2 separate regions of the Mus musculus genome follow, and region 2 is linked to region 1. A link is a contact called in public HiChIP or PLAC-seq data. All regions are on one chromosome and are shown on one strand. Each heading gives the region's core, a stretch centred on a gene start, on an enhancer-like site or on the middle of the called end of the contact. The rest is flanking DNA. Distances are from core to core; before and after follow the strand shown. Region 1 holds the start of Bod1l (biorientation of chromosomes in cell division 1-like). Region 2 overlaps Gm7854 (predicted gene 7854).

Evidence for each region. HiChIP or PLAC-seq counts read pairs in DNA pulled down with a chosen protein or histone mark.
Region 2: an H3K4me3 HiChIP or PLAC-seq map of forebrain shows a contact between it and region 1, with 7 times the contacts expected there. The contact joins the enhancer-like site here to the promoter of Bod1l in region 1. A contact is called at or near these places in 3 of 39 promoter capture datasets (cranial neural crest, embryonic stem cells and hippocampal neurons) and 3 of 115 datasets of contacts at active chromatin or transcription factors (astrocytes, forebrain and stem cell-derived neural progenitor cells).

The regions. Positions count from the first base shown.
Region 1 is chr5:41,840,632-41,847,077 of GRCm38.p6, forward strand. Bod1l (biorientation of chromosomes in cell division 1-like) reads right to left here and starts at 3,684. Exons shown (of 26, transcript NM_001310601.1): 1 at 3,301-3,684. The coding sequence starts at 3,537.
Region 2 is chr5:43,149,660-43,156,105 of GRCm38.p6, forward strand. Gm7854 (predicted gene 7854) reads right to left here. Exons shown (of 8, transcript NR_028417.2): 7 at 5,089-5,183; 8 at 2,027-2,481. Among named protein-coding and RNA genes, the nearest start is that of Gm46911, 58 kb to the right of the region's middle. Within about 2 kb of position 3,157, at least 32 of the 459 cell types and tissues checked have an H3K27ac peak or open chromatin away from gene starts, as enhancers often do. A contact at or near this core is called in forebrain, where this site is marked.

The DNA.
Region 1 (6,446 bases), core at 2,434-4,933:
GGAGGGGCCCACTGTCCTCTCTCAGCAGTCCTGCCTCAGGTCTTTGGCACGTCCTCTGCTCTAGGGTTGGAAGGCATCCATTTTTTTCAATTCCTTCAAGGATAGCTCAAATATTATCTTAATTGAAACCTTATCCAGAACAAAACAGTAGGCCTGCTCATGTTCTTCTTGCTTTATTCTTTTGTATAATCAGAGCTGATTATACACTACTTACTTTCTTTTTCCTCTGCTAGGATGAACTGTGAAGCAGCAGAACTCTAGTTTACCGTTGTATTTCCAGCTTCTAAAATGTCTGGTATGTAAGATTTGAACAATGAATACTATTTGATCCATGAACTAACTGACCAGAAGCCATTCATAATTGTGAAAGTATCCAAAACTACCTTCACCAGTCATCAAAATTGAGGCTGAATTTTCTTGGTCCATCAGATTCTTGTCTAGGACACAATGCTGGGCCTCTCAATTGTCCCTCTTCATTCTCCTGTGGATAGTCAATAAAAAGGGGCCAGGATGGCTTTCAAGCCACACAGCTTGAGTCAGACACCTGATGACTAGTTGTCTAGAAAGAGCAGCCTTAGTGGAGTAGCTAGATGTTGGAGCTGTCCAAGGCTACAGCTCTTTCAAGAATGATAGTCAATCTGCCATAGAAACACTCTTGCTTCAGGACCACTGGAGGCCTACCAGGAGAGTTATGTTTGTTGGCTCCAGGAGTGGAAGTAGACACTGGTACCTCTCACCCTGGTGTGGACACACGGAATGGAAGACTGTCTAAGACAGCACCTGCTACTGTTACACATGTATGTGCCTGACACAATCCACCGACTGTTCATAGCCTATATACCACAGGGAAGACTTTCAGGTGGAAAGCAGGCCAGTCTTTCATGTTCAGTTGTGAAGAATACCATACTTCCTACAAGTGGCAGATGAGACTCAAGAGTTCCATTAAAGTGACAGTCCTTTATATGAGTAGGGAATAGTACCTCTATTTTGGCCTACTCATTGTGTTGTTATAAATGCTACATTCCTAAGTAGTATTCTTTTGCATTTTACATATTAGGAAAAATAGAAATGTGATTTAATTATAAATATTTTAAGTTAAAACCAACACATCTGTTATCTAAGGGTGAGGAAGATGGGGGGGGGGGGGTAGAAACAGTGGTACGGAGGGGAAGAGAGAAGGAATGATTATCGAGGAGATTCAGCAACTATGCCCCGCTGTGCTGCTCTCTGGGAAGAGAGTGTCTTCTCTGTTCCACTCTTATCTAGCGTAAGCTTTTTATCTACAGAAGAACATTCTGTGGTCCCTCTCTATACATAGCACAAGGTTGAACCACATGAAAGTACCTCCAGTCAACTACTGTCAACTATTGAAAACAGCACTTTTGACGAGAAAGGCCTAGCTTTCCTTACACTGCCATACCAATTTTTCTTCTTTCACCCAAGGAACATTTTAATAATCTACTTTTAGAAGTTTGGGCAGGGATACCACAGACAATGGTAATATTTAATGGAGATGAGATAAATAACAGGTTGAATTGTAAAAACTGCACCTGTCATCAAAATATTAAAACATTAAATTTATTATACACAATATACACAGTGACAAAACAAACACACAGATTTCTAAGAACATCAAAGTGTAATACCCACCTGTTGCTTGCAAACAACTAGCTTTATATGGGGAAACATTTACCTGACCATGCCTAATATTTTCCTATTAAAATACTTTTCAAAAGGCAACAGCAAGGACTTTATAATATGGCCGTGATAGTCCCTAAGCAAGGGAAGATTATACTACCTATACACATTCAATTAATTGAAGTCCCTGTGAATAAAACCTACAACATTTTGGAAAGGCTACGGGAACGGGCCCAGGACCAGAGTCCTTGGAGAAGATATCCTCAGGTTGTTCGGAGGACTTATTACAGAGGAGATGACAGAGCTGTGTGCTGGTGACCTCAAAGCTCAAGGATATGCAGATGCTGCAAGCACCCCTCTTTTAAAGGTTCTTCATTCAGATCTGCCAGTCTGAAAAAAACCTTACATCATCACAACTCCAATCCAACAGACCAACCCACACTGAAGCAAAAGTAAACAGATACACAAACCCCCAAACAAAACCAAATGAAAGCAACAAATACCCCACAAGAGGAACCAACACCTCTCCCTTCGCCTGCTTCCAGACACACTTTCATAGCTTTTCACCAACTTCACTGACTTAGTCCTGCAACCTTGGCTTGCTGCCAAGATGACAGTTTCCCTGCTAAAGCTCGCTTCCACGTCGGTGCTGGGTGCCTGCAGCCCTCCCCTTCTGCTTGGTTAGGGAACCTTTCTGCTGACCCTTGCCTCTCTGTCCTCTGTCTCCTAACATATAACCTAACACACACCCCCTCCCCTTTCCTTCTTTCACTTCAAGTTGCTGTCATTTCCTCTCCACAGATTTCCAACGGAATGGCTGGCTCCATGCGCTATACCTCTCTTTCTCTCTGTCTGTCTGTCTGTCTGTCTGCCTCTTCTCATCTTAGTAAACTACTAAGCCAGGCAGCCATTGCAAAAGATCAAACGACAGTCCCATCTCCCAACCCACTTTTTTTCTCTGCCCAACTTTGCCTCTCTACCTTTGCAAGTTCACCCGCCCCTCAACATCCAGCAAAATACATTGTAAATCGTTGCCTTACCGTTTTACGATATCTGCAAACGCTACATTTGTTGCATTTACAAGCCGAAGAAACTTTTGGTAGAAAAAAAAAACCAATTTAGGTGAAAAAAGTAAGTAGGTAGTGGTGGCACACGCCTTTAATCCCAGCACTTGGGAGGCAGAGGCAGGCGGATTTGAATTCAAGGCCAGCCTGGTCTACAGAGTTCCAGGACAGCCAGGGCTACACAGAGAAACCTTGTCTCGAAAAACAAAAGAATGAACTCTAAACCGAGTCCCGTTTGCCTTAGTGCTTCTAAACCAGTCTCCCTAGGAACGACTTGGGTCTTGCTTACCACAGTGGTATACTAGCTAAGGCCAAGCATTGCCTGGCACATAATAGGCATTCCAGGCTAGTGTTTCTAGCCGGAGAAAGGAACACAAGGGCAGGGGAATGAATGAACATTCCAAGACTTGCAGAGTGCATGGCACACCGCCGCAAGTCTAACAAACAAACAAACAAGCAAACAAACAAATCAACAAACGAAGCAGCTGCAAAAGGAGCCCTGTATGCAAGACAGTCCCGAGGGTCCGGCTCGGGGAAGTCGCCCCTCGGAGCACACGGGACCCCACTCCCCGCGCCGCCCGCCGCTCTAGCCCCGCACCTTGGTGTCCACATCGGCCAGGCAGTCCCTGCGGAACTGGTCGAAGAGCCCCTGGCTCTTGAGGTGGTTTACGATCATGGCAACGAGCTGCGGGTCCCCAGCACCAGCCCCCGCGCTTCCCGGCCCGCTCGCTCCCGGGCCAGCCCCAGGGCCAGGCGGCGGAGGCGGCGGCTGTGGTTGCGGTGGCGGCGGCGGAGGCGCGGGCGGCGGTGGCTGCGGCTGCGGGTTGGTGGCCATGGCGTCCCGGACCGGGGAGCCCGCGAGCCCAGGCGGGCAGGCGCTCCGAGGAAGGCGGCTACACAGGTCCCGCCGCCTGAGGGAAGCCAACGGGATGTTGTTACGGAACCAGCGGATCTAGAGCAACCCCGGAAGTGAAAAGGAACTGAGGGAAAGGAGGAAAAGGCGGTGACAGCAGCAACTCAAGTCTGGCTACCGGGGCCGCGGCGGGCCAATTCCAGCCGCCTCGAGGCGCGGGCGCCCTCACGAGGCTGAGACGGGCGGGAACAAGTTGTGGTGGCGGCTGCCGCCGGGGAGCGAAACAGAGAGCCGGGTAGGAGCGTGCGCCCGCTGGCTCTCCACCTGTAGCTTCAGCTCAGAGGAGGCAGGAGTGAAGCGTTGGTTTAGTTTCACTGTTGCGGCTGCCCCAAGCCCGCCGCAGTGCGAAGCAGCCGTGGACTTTCTTTCTTTCTTTCTTTCTTTCTTTCTTTCTTTCTTTCTTTCTTTCTTTCTTTCTTTCTTTCTTTCTTTCTTTCTTTCTTTCTTTCTTTCTTTCTTTCTTTCTTTCTTTCTTTCTTTCTTTCTTTCTTTCTTTCTTTCTTTCTTTCTTTCTTTCTTTCTTTCTTTCTTTTTCCACCCACCCATCCCATTCTTCTGGTGTGTCTATCTCACTTGCTCCAACCTACAACCTCCCATTACTGTCTCTTAAGTAAGCTACGAGGGTTTTGCTGCACATGACGGTACTAGCGAGTGAAATCTGTATAGAGTTGTGTCTCAGGCATGACCCGTACACGCGTTAAGGCGTTTAGTCCTTGGGTGACACCTAAGACTGAGTCCTTGTATGATCGGGCTAGTTTTATGTCACCTTGACACAAGCTAGAGTCATCTATGAGGAGAGCACCCTAGTTAAGAAGAATGCCTCCCTAAGATCTGGCTCTAGGCAAGCCTGTGGGATGTTTTCTTAATTAATGTAGGATTAACTAATTAATTGATGTAGGAGGGTCCAGTCCATTGGAGGGGGCTACCCCTAGGCTGGTGGTCTTGAGTTCTGTAAGAAAGTATGCAGAGTAAGCCAGAGGGAGCAAGCTACTCGAGTACTCCAGGACCCTTGCCTTGGCTTCTGCCTCCAGGTTCCTGCCCTGTTTGAGTTCCTGTCCTGACTTCCTCTGATGAGAATGAACAGTGATAATGAAAGTATAAACCAAATTGCCCGCACCCCGCACCCCAGTTGCTTTTGGCCCTGGTGTTTCATTGTAGCAGTAGTTACACTCAGACATTCTACTAATTCCAATTTGCACATCAGGAAACCACGTAAATCATACAGAGTTGCACAGCGGGGGGGAAATCGCCTGACCTGGGACGGCGTTGTCTTTAAAATCTGTTCTTAAAGCTGAGTGGTGGTGCTTTTAATCCAGAAGCAGAGGCATGCAAATCTCTTGAGTTCAAGGCCCCTCCAGTCTACAGGTCTACAGAGTTCCAGGACAGCCAGAGAAATTCTGTCTCAAAAACAAATCAAAACAAAAAATTAAAAAGAGACAAACAACAAGAAAAAAAAAACATAAAAAAAGCAGTCAAGTTTAAAGTGGTGTAAAGTATAATTTAATTCCTTCCTTTCTCCCTTTCTTCGTTCCTTTTTTTTTTTTTTTTTTTTTCCTTTTTGAGACAAGGTCTAGCCGTGTAGATTTCACTGGCCTTGAATTCAATATTTAGATCTACCTGGCTGTGTCTCCAGAGTGCTGGGGATTAAAGGTGTGTACCACCACACCTGCCTAGTATAATTTTCTTTTTGTAAATATTTTTCAAAATAAGTTTTCACAACAAGATGAGATTATAACTTGTTTTTCCTAGTGTACTAACAGTGAAATGCAATACACTAAGTGCTGTTGTCAAGTGTGTATATAATATAAAAAGACTTAATGTTTATTTGGTATATAAGTATATACCTAATTAATTCAACGTTTCCAAAATAGCTAAGAATCATCCATAAAACTGAAAAACTTCACAAATTTAATTAGGCACAATGACTAAACTTTGAAAATTAATAAAAGGTATTTGTTGCTAAAAAGAATTTGTGGCTCCAGGCTAAGAGGACTGGCTACTCTTCCAGAGGTCCTGAGATCAATTTCAAACAACCACAATGTGGATCACAACAATCTGTAATGGGATCCGATCCCCTCTTATGGTGTGTGTGAAGACAGCATACTTATATACATACAATAAATATACACATACATAAATTAAATATAAAATCTTTTTAAAAAGAATTTTAAAATATTATTTACATATAATATACAAAAGGTGCTAAATCAGTTCTGAAATATATGCAGGTATAAGTTGATGATAAATTAGATAATTTCTGATTGATATTCTAAACTGTGTGATGCTTGACTTACTGAAATCTTAGAAGTAGAGTGCTTGCATTCTGGAGCTCCAGTTATACTGATCTCACATAGGAGATACAATGTATCTCGAGCAATGCTCTAGCCTTGAAAAACTTCCCAGACAGACTGAGAAGAATCCAGGTCACCGATCTGTACCGTTGGCCTGTCTCAAAGGCACTTTTTCTTTCTGTTTGAGGGCAGATTCTAGGGCTGGGTATTACAGTTACCCGAAGAAAAGGGAAGGGGGCACAGTTCAATTTTTATTTTTAGAAAGCTATTTAAGTAGTTCTTGCCAGTGGCCCTGTTTACTTTGTGTACTCCGGACTGGCTTATTTTATTTTTTACTTATTCACTTTGCATCCTGCTCACTGCCCTTCTCCCAGTCACCCTATCCTACAGTTCTTCCACCCCCTTCACCTTCTCCCCTGAGCAGATGGGGCCCCCTGGTATACCCCCACCCTGGCACTTCAAGTCTCTCTGAGGCTAGACACTTCTTCTTCCTCTTATGCTAGACAAGGCAACCTGGCTAGTAGAATATATCCCATGTAC
Region 2 (6,446 bases), core at 1,907-4,406, 1.3 Mb after region 1:
CTTCCTGGAATACTGCTGCTGACTCTCACCCGATCTGCCTGGTTTTGACCTTTAAACATGCCCCCCTCTCCCCCCCTCCTCCCTCCCACTTCAGCCTTCAGCTTTGTCTTCTCTAAGCAGCCAGAGAACCAATGGCAGCGTGAGTCAGCTCACGGAATCCATCTGCTCCAAATACTACTGCTGTGTTCTGGAATCACTCAGGGGGAAGCCAGATTCATCACAGGGGTCTTGCAGTGTCCTCTCTGGGACTCTGGGAACTGGCCTGCTACATGCGCTTACTGTTCCAGCTTGGGCCATCTACTTACATTTACCAGGTGTATGTCTGCTATGGGACCCCTCCCCCCCAGTGGCCCTGTTCATGGAGTATTCTCTTTTCAAAGATCCTATTTCTCTACTCCTTCTTTGAACACTGGACAAATTCAGTATTCCCTGTGAATTCTGCTTCACACATCACATTTGCTACTTTATTATTTATTATTATTTTGGTGGTGACGTAGGCTTTATTATTTTTTAATCACCCGTATTTATTTCACCACTGGCAAGCTCTGAGAACAGTTCCTGGCAAACAGGAATTGATAATTAATAAATTGTCTAAATCCTAGCTTAAATTCCAACTATTTATGACCTACATGTCTTGAGTATATAGATCAAGCTTTCCATTGCTTATGCTTCTCATACCGAAAGTGGGAAAATTTGGTTTGTCCCTCATAAAATCAGTATGAGGCTTCACCAAGAGAATTGTATATGGAAATCTCTAGCATAAAGTAGAATTTTTAAAATGTGAATTTTGTTGCAAAACTTCACAGATGGTCCTAGCATGTCTTAGAAAAGAAATCTGCTTGTTTTGATATTTTCAGCAGAAAGAATCAATAAACATTTGTAAACACCGGCTCAGCACTGAGCCCAAGAAGCACTCTTGGACAGAGGGTAACTGCCCTAAAGAAGCAACAAAGCCTTAAGAGAAACAGATCCAATGGTTAAGGATTACACTTCCCAGGAGAAGTACTTAGAAGGTATAGGAGGAAGGAACCATCAGACACACTTCTCTAATGCGTATTTGAACTAACCAGACAGAGGACATACTGCCAACAAGGCAGAGGACCTGGGCAGTCTTCACCCAACTTCCCCTGGTGGTAAAATCCTACACATCCACAGTGCAGCAACAGAACCAGGGCCTGCCATTGTTTGTATGGTAGGGAGTTGTAGCTGTCAACTTGCCTGAATTGAGAGCTAGCTAGCCTGCTAGTGAAAACTACTTCTGGGGCATTTGTGGAAATGTTTGTAGACAGGATTGGGATGAGAGTCGGGAGAAATAGGAGGGCAGGGATCTGCCTTTGGTGTCAGTGGGTACCTGTGCACTATGCAGATGGCTAGGGGTGAATGGATTCCTCTTCTTCTCATAGTCATTCAATCTCTCTCTCTCTCTCTCTCTCTCTCTCTCTCTCTCTCTCTCTCTCTCTCTCATTCTCTCTCTGCCTCTCTCTCCTCATATTCTCTTTCTGTCTCTCCCTATGTCTACGTGTGTGTGTGCCTGCCTGTCTCTGTCTCCCCCACATTCTTCTGGTCTTTGGACATCAGCTCTCCAGGCTCTCTAGCCTCTGGACTCCAGTACTTGAGGTCTCTGGGTCGTAAGGCCTTTGGCCACCGACAGCAGCAGCACTAGCTCCCCTGGGTCAGAGGTCTTTGGACTGACATGAAGCCATGCTACCAGCACCAGCTGGTCTCTAGCTTTCCAATGGACTATTAGGGTTCTTCTCCACATAATCACATGAGCCAGATTCCTTAATAAATCCTCACTCATAGATCTATATTTTATGTCTCTGTCTATCTTGTTGCTGCCTTTCCCAGTACAGTCAGTTTTAACTACAGCAGTTACTCAGCTCTTATCTGCTTTCACATGCAGTGTGTGTGTGTGTGTGTGTGTGTGTGTGTGTGAGTGCACATGTGCATGTGTGTGCCTGAGTGCTATGTACACATACCTACATAGTGCTGAGATTTTTAAACATAAAATTAAAAAACTCACAAAGCTGATGAAAGTGTGTTTATTTCTCATATCAATATGAAGAAACAGATTTAAGGTCATGTTACAAATAATATCATGAAACTCAGACAAAAAGCCATGAGACTTACCTAAAGGGACACAGTTCTTAGGTGTCAAGTTTGGACTGCAGGTCTCTGAAATGCAGCTTGTGCAGTCTGAAGGACATTACCTTAAGGATGGCAGCAGGGTGGGGTGCAGGGAGGAAGGCAGCCTCGGGAGTCAGTGGGGCTTTGTCCCAATATGTAATTTACTACAGACAGGTTTGCTGGGTTTTTTTTTCCAAGCAACTGATTGCAGGTTTCCTTAATTTTGCCAGAACATTGGAGTTCTCGCATATTTTTTTTTTAAAGCAGGAAAAATGAAGCCTGTTTCTCCCAGGAAGCTCTGCTGTTCTTACACAGCCAGTTCTCAGTCACCTCTTTGGGCTGCCAGCTAGACTCCTGCAAAGCGAAGAAAGCAAAAAGGTTTCAAAAACCGGGGGCATGGAGGAGGCGAAGCAGCCTGGGAAGAGTCAGGGGAAGAAAGTGACTGTTGTCCTTCCCTCTGAAGCTCCTTTTTGTTGCCCAGTCTCACTGAAAGCAGTGGGATTTGAACCTCAGCCAAGAGACAAAGGGCTTTTTTTTTTTTTTTTTTTTTTTTTTTTTTTTTTTTTTTTTTGGCGAAGAGAAGCAATTGTGGTCACTATGGGCCAAAACCGGAGGGAAGCATTTTGTGTGGTAACAGGGGTCTAGCGTTGGTGAGTGCAGGATGTAATTTAATTCTAGGATGCACCTGTTCTATTTTAGGCAGACCCCTGTGATGCAGAGACTGCCCAGCCCCCACAAACTCCAAAACTACTAGAAGCATCACGCATTCCGGGCATTCATTTATGTTATCTCTCACTTCTTTGGCTGTATAATTTAGTAATTAAGAATATAGCCTTGAGCTAGATAGGTGTGCACACCTGCAATCCCACCCAGCAGGAGGTTGGGAGAAGAGGCCCCTGAACTGAAGGCACCTGGGGTTGGGTAGACAGCAGCACCCTGACTGAAAGCAAAGCTAAAACAAAGGTAGCCTTGAAATAGGAGACAGTTTCATCAGTGCCTGTTAGTCGCCACTAATTGTCTGGCACTTCTCAAAAGCAGTAGGGCAGCAGGGAGTCAAAGCCCTCTCTCTCCTCAAGGTCACCAGTGGCTGGAAAGCAGAAAGTGTGTGTGTTGGCATGGTGGAAGACTTTGGATACACCAAATGTATGCTTATCAAAGTAGACCTCACTGAGAAAGCCTCATATGAGCAGAGACTAAGGAGGATGTGAGGGTGGGTGGGCCCTTTACATATGGAGGAAAAGGTTAATTTACATAGTGAGTGGCACTACATAGTTAGAGACAGGACTACAAGGCAGGAGCCATGCCTGCTTCATTCATGGTCAGTAGTGAAGCCCAGGAGGTAGGCACAGAAAAAGAAAGGAATGAGGAGCAGGGGAGAGGCAAACCTCGGGGGAAGGACCTTCAGAGGCACTGTAGCCAGGGAGGGTTACCACCCTTACTAGATTATGTGAATAGCCACAGCAGGGCTTAGCAGAGGAGTGTCATGATATCTATCATGTATAGACAGATTTACTCAAAACCACATGAGCAGATTCTAAAGGTGTGAATATCAACCCAAGGGAAACATGGAGATGACTATCACAGCTACACTGAGGAGACATGACTTGGACAGCAATTCATCAGGCCACAGCAGTATTCGTGGACAATGATAAGTAGCTGGACTCAGGACACATTTTAAAAGCACAGCCAAATTTCCAGTGAGCTGACTGGAGGACCCAGGAAAAGGGGTGTTGTCTATGGTGATTCTTAATAGCCTGAACCAATAGGGACTATTAAAAAGCTTATTAAAATATGATCGTGAGGTTGAAGTGGTAGCTTCGTCATAAAGTGTTTGCCCAGCAAGTATGAAGAGATGAAGTTAGACGTCCCAGAACACACATAGGAAGATAAATGGGTGTAGAGGTCATGCGTTTGTAAACTTAGTGTTGGGGAATGGATGGGTTGATCCTTAGAACGAACGCACTGGCTAAAAGAGAACCATATCCCCAATCTCCTCCTCCATCCTCATGTTGCCACTCTCAGTTCTATTAACATCACCATCATCCTCCCAGGAACCTGTTAACAAACTCAAGATTCTATTTTGTAGTTGGGGTCTCTCTATCCTTCGAAACCTATCAATCAACAACATAGAGTCCATATTTGATACCACTTATTTTCCATTTCTAGCCAAAAATGCTGTTCTGTGGCTCTAGTTCTAGCAACCTTACCTCTAAACTATAGAGTCAATCTAATTCCCATCTCAGTCTCTGGTTACTTCATCTCTGAATCCACCTTTTGTAACACTTGTTGATAAATCTTGGTCAGGTGCAACATTGATCTCCCTTGCTGTTTCTCTAAGGACATCAGTTCTCCACTGTTGGTGGGATGCAGTCAGAAACTTGTTTCTCATTTCAGTTCCTCCACAATTTGGATTCTATGTACTCTCTATCTCTGGCTCTCACTACTCCCTATTATAGGTTCAACATGTATGTTTAAGAAGATAAGCCACCCTCTATGGGACATTATCCCCTTTGCCTCTGGCTTCTTCTATATATGATATTTGCCCTAAACTGTCCTTCAGGGCTTTTGGCAAATGCTTCTCCTTGATGGCAACCTAACTGGACATTTCTCTCTCTTCTCCAAATCCATACAGCACTTGCAACTGGACATTTATAATGACTTGAATTTGACATCCTCTAACATTTCCCTGCCTATTGTTCATCTCCAGTAATTCTGGCAATTATTCTGCTTGTTTAGATAACACGAGTTTCTCCAACAAATCGCCCCCATATTGTGGTGGATTAACACAGTGAAAGTGTCTTTCTTTAATGTGAATGTAGTAGGAGTTTTCTCTCTTAGTAGAACTCCACATCGGGGTTCAGGGCTACCATGTTGCTGCCAACTTGTAGTAGAGCCTTTTGCTTCTCACCACAGAAAGAAAAACATGATAGAATGACTTGGCTATGTATATTGTATACTCACTTTTCATTCTGAAAACCAGTCAGCTGGTCTCTCTCTGTACCAAAACAAAAAGAAGGTGTAGTCCCCAGCTGAGCAGTTCCTTCCAGGAGCCTTCTCTAGAATGTTACAGAAAGAAAAGCAGAATGGGACATGGATAGAGCTAGAGGTGAAAATGTTTAAAAAAAAATGGCCATTCATTATAGTATGCTTTCTGTGCTGGGAATTACAAGTAGATACAGCTCATATTGATATAGCTATAATTTTCAACTCAAATTAAAACATTATGTATATAAATCCACACTATACATATAACAGTTTCTTGTTTGTTTGTTTGTTTGCATAGGGTCTCTCTATTTAACTCTGACTGACCACGAGGTAGACCAGAATACCTTGAACTTGTGGTTCTTTCTTGTACCTCCCAAGGACTATGATTACAGGCATCTGCTATACCAGCAATAATCCTCGTTACCTTTAATAATTTACTTTTAGTTTATGAGTGTATTTTGCCTATATGTATGTATGTGCACTATATGTATACCCGGTACCCATAGAAGTCAGAAAAGAGTATTGGATCTCCTGGAATTCAAGTTATGGTTAGAGGCCTTTTTGTGGGTGCTGAGCATATAACCCAGGTCCTTCATAAGAGCAATAATCTACTCTTAACTAGTAAAGCATTTCTCCAAACTTGAATTTTTGCTTTTGAGATGGGAGAACTTAATGCTTTTAAAACTATTAATGAACAAAATTAATTAATAACAAGCTAAATTCTATGAGCATTACTTGTCAAATGGACCAAAGAGCTCACATGAAACATTATGCTCCATGCTTGCTGTTTCAGTCTCTGTGAGTCCCTATGAACCCTACTTAGTTGATTTGGTGGGCCATGTTCTCTTGATATTTTTGACCCCTCTGGCTCCTCCAATTCCTCCCCCTCTTCCATCTCTGTGAAGAAGCACTTCTTAAATGTTAGCATCTATTATCCTGTGAGATACCTACAAAAGATGAAGAAAACAGCATGAAAACATTGATGAGGCAACAGACGGAACAGAGCATGAACTCTAGAGTTAGACAGGCCTAGATAGATTCAAGCCTTGACCAACAACTTTATCAACTTGCACACACACACACACACACACACACAGAGGTACATTTTAGACAATATATTACCCCTGGGTATCCCCTCACCCAAATTTGATTTGGCACATCAAATCTCTGCAGGGCTAGGTGCATCTTCTCCCACCAAGACCAGACAATGCAGTCCAGCTAGAAGAACATATCCCACAGACAGGCAACAGTTTTGGGGATGGCACAGCTCCAGTTGTTCAGGGCCCACATGAAGACCAACCTGCACATCTGCTACATATGTGTGGGAGAGGGAG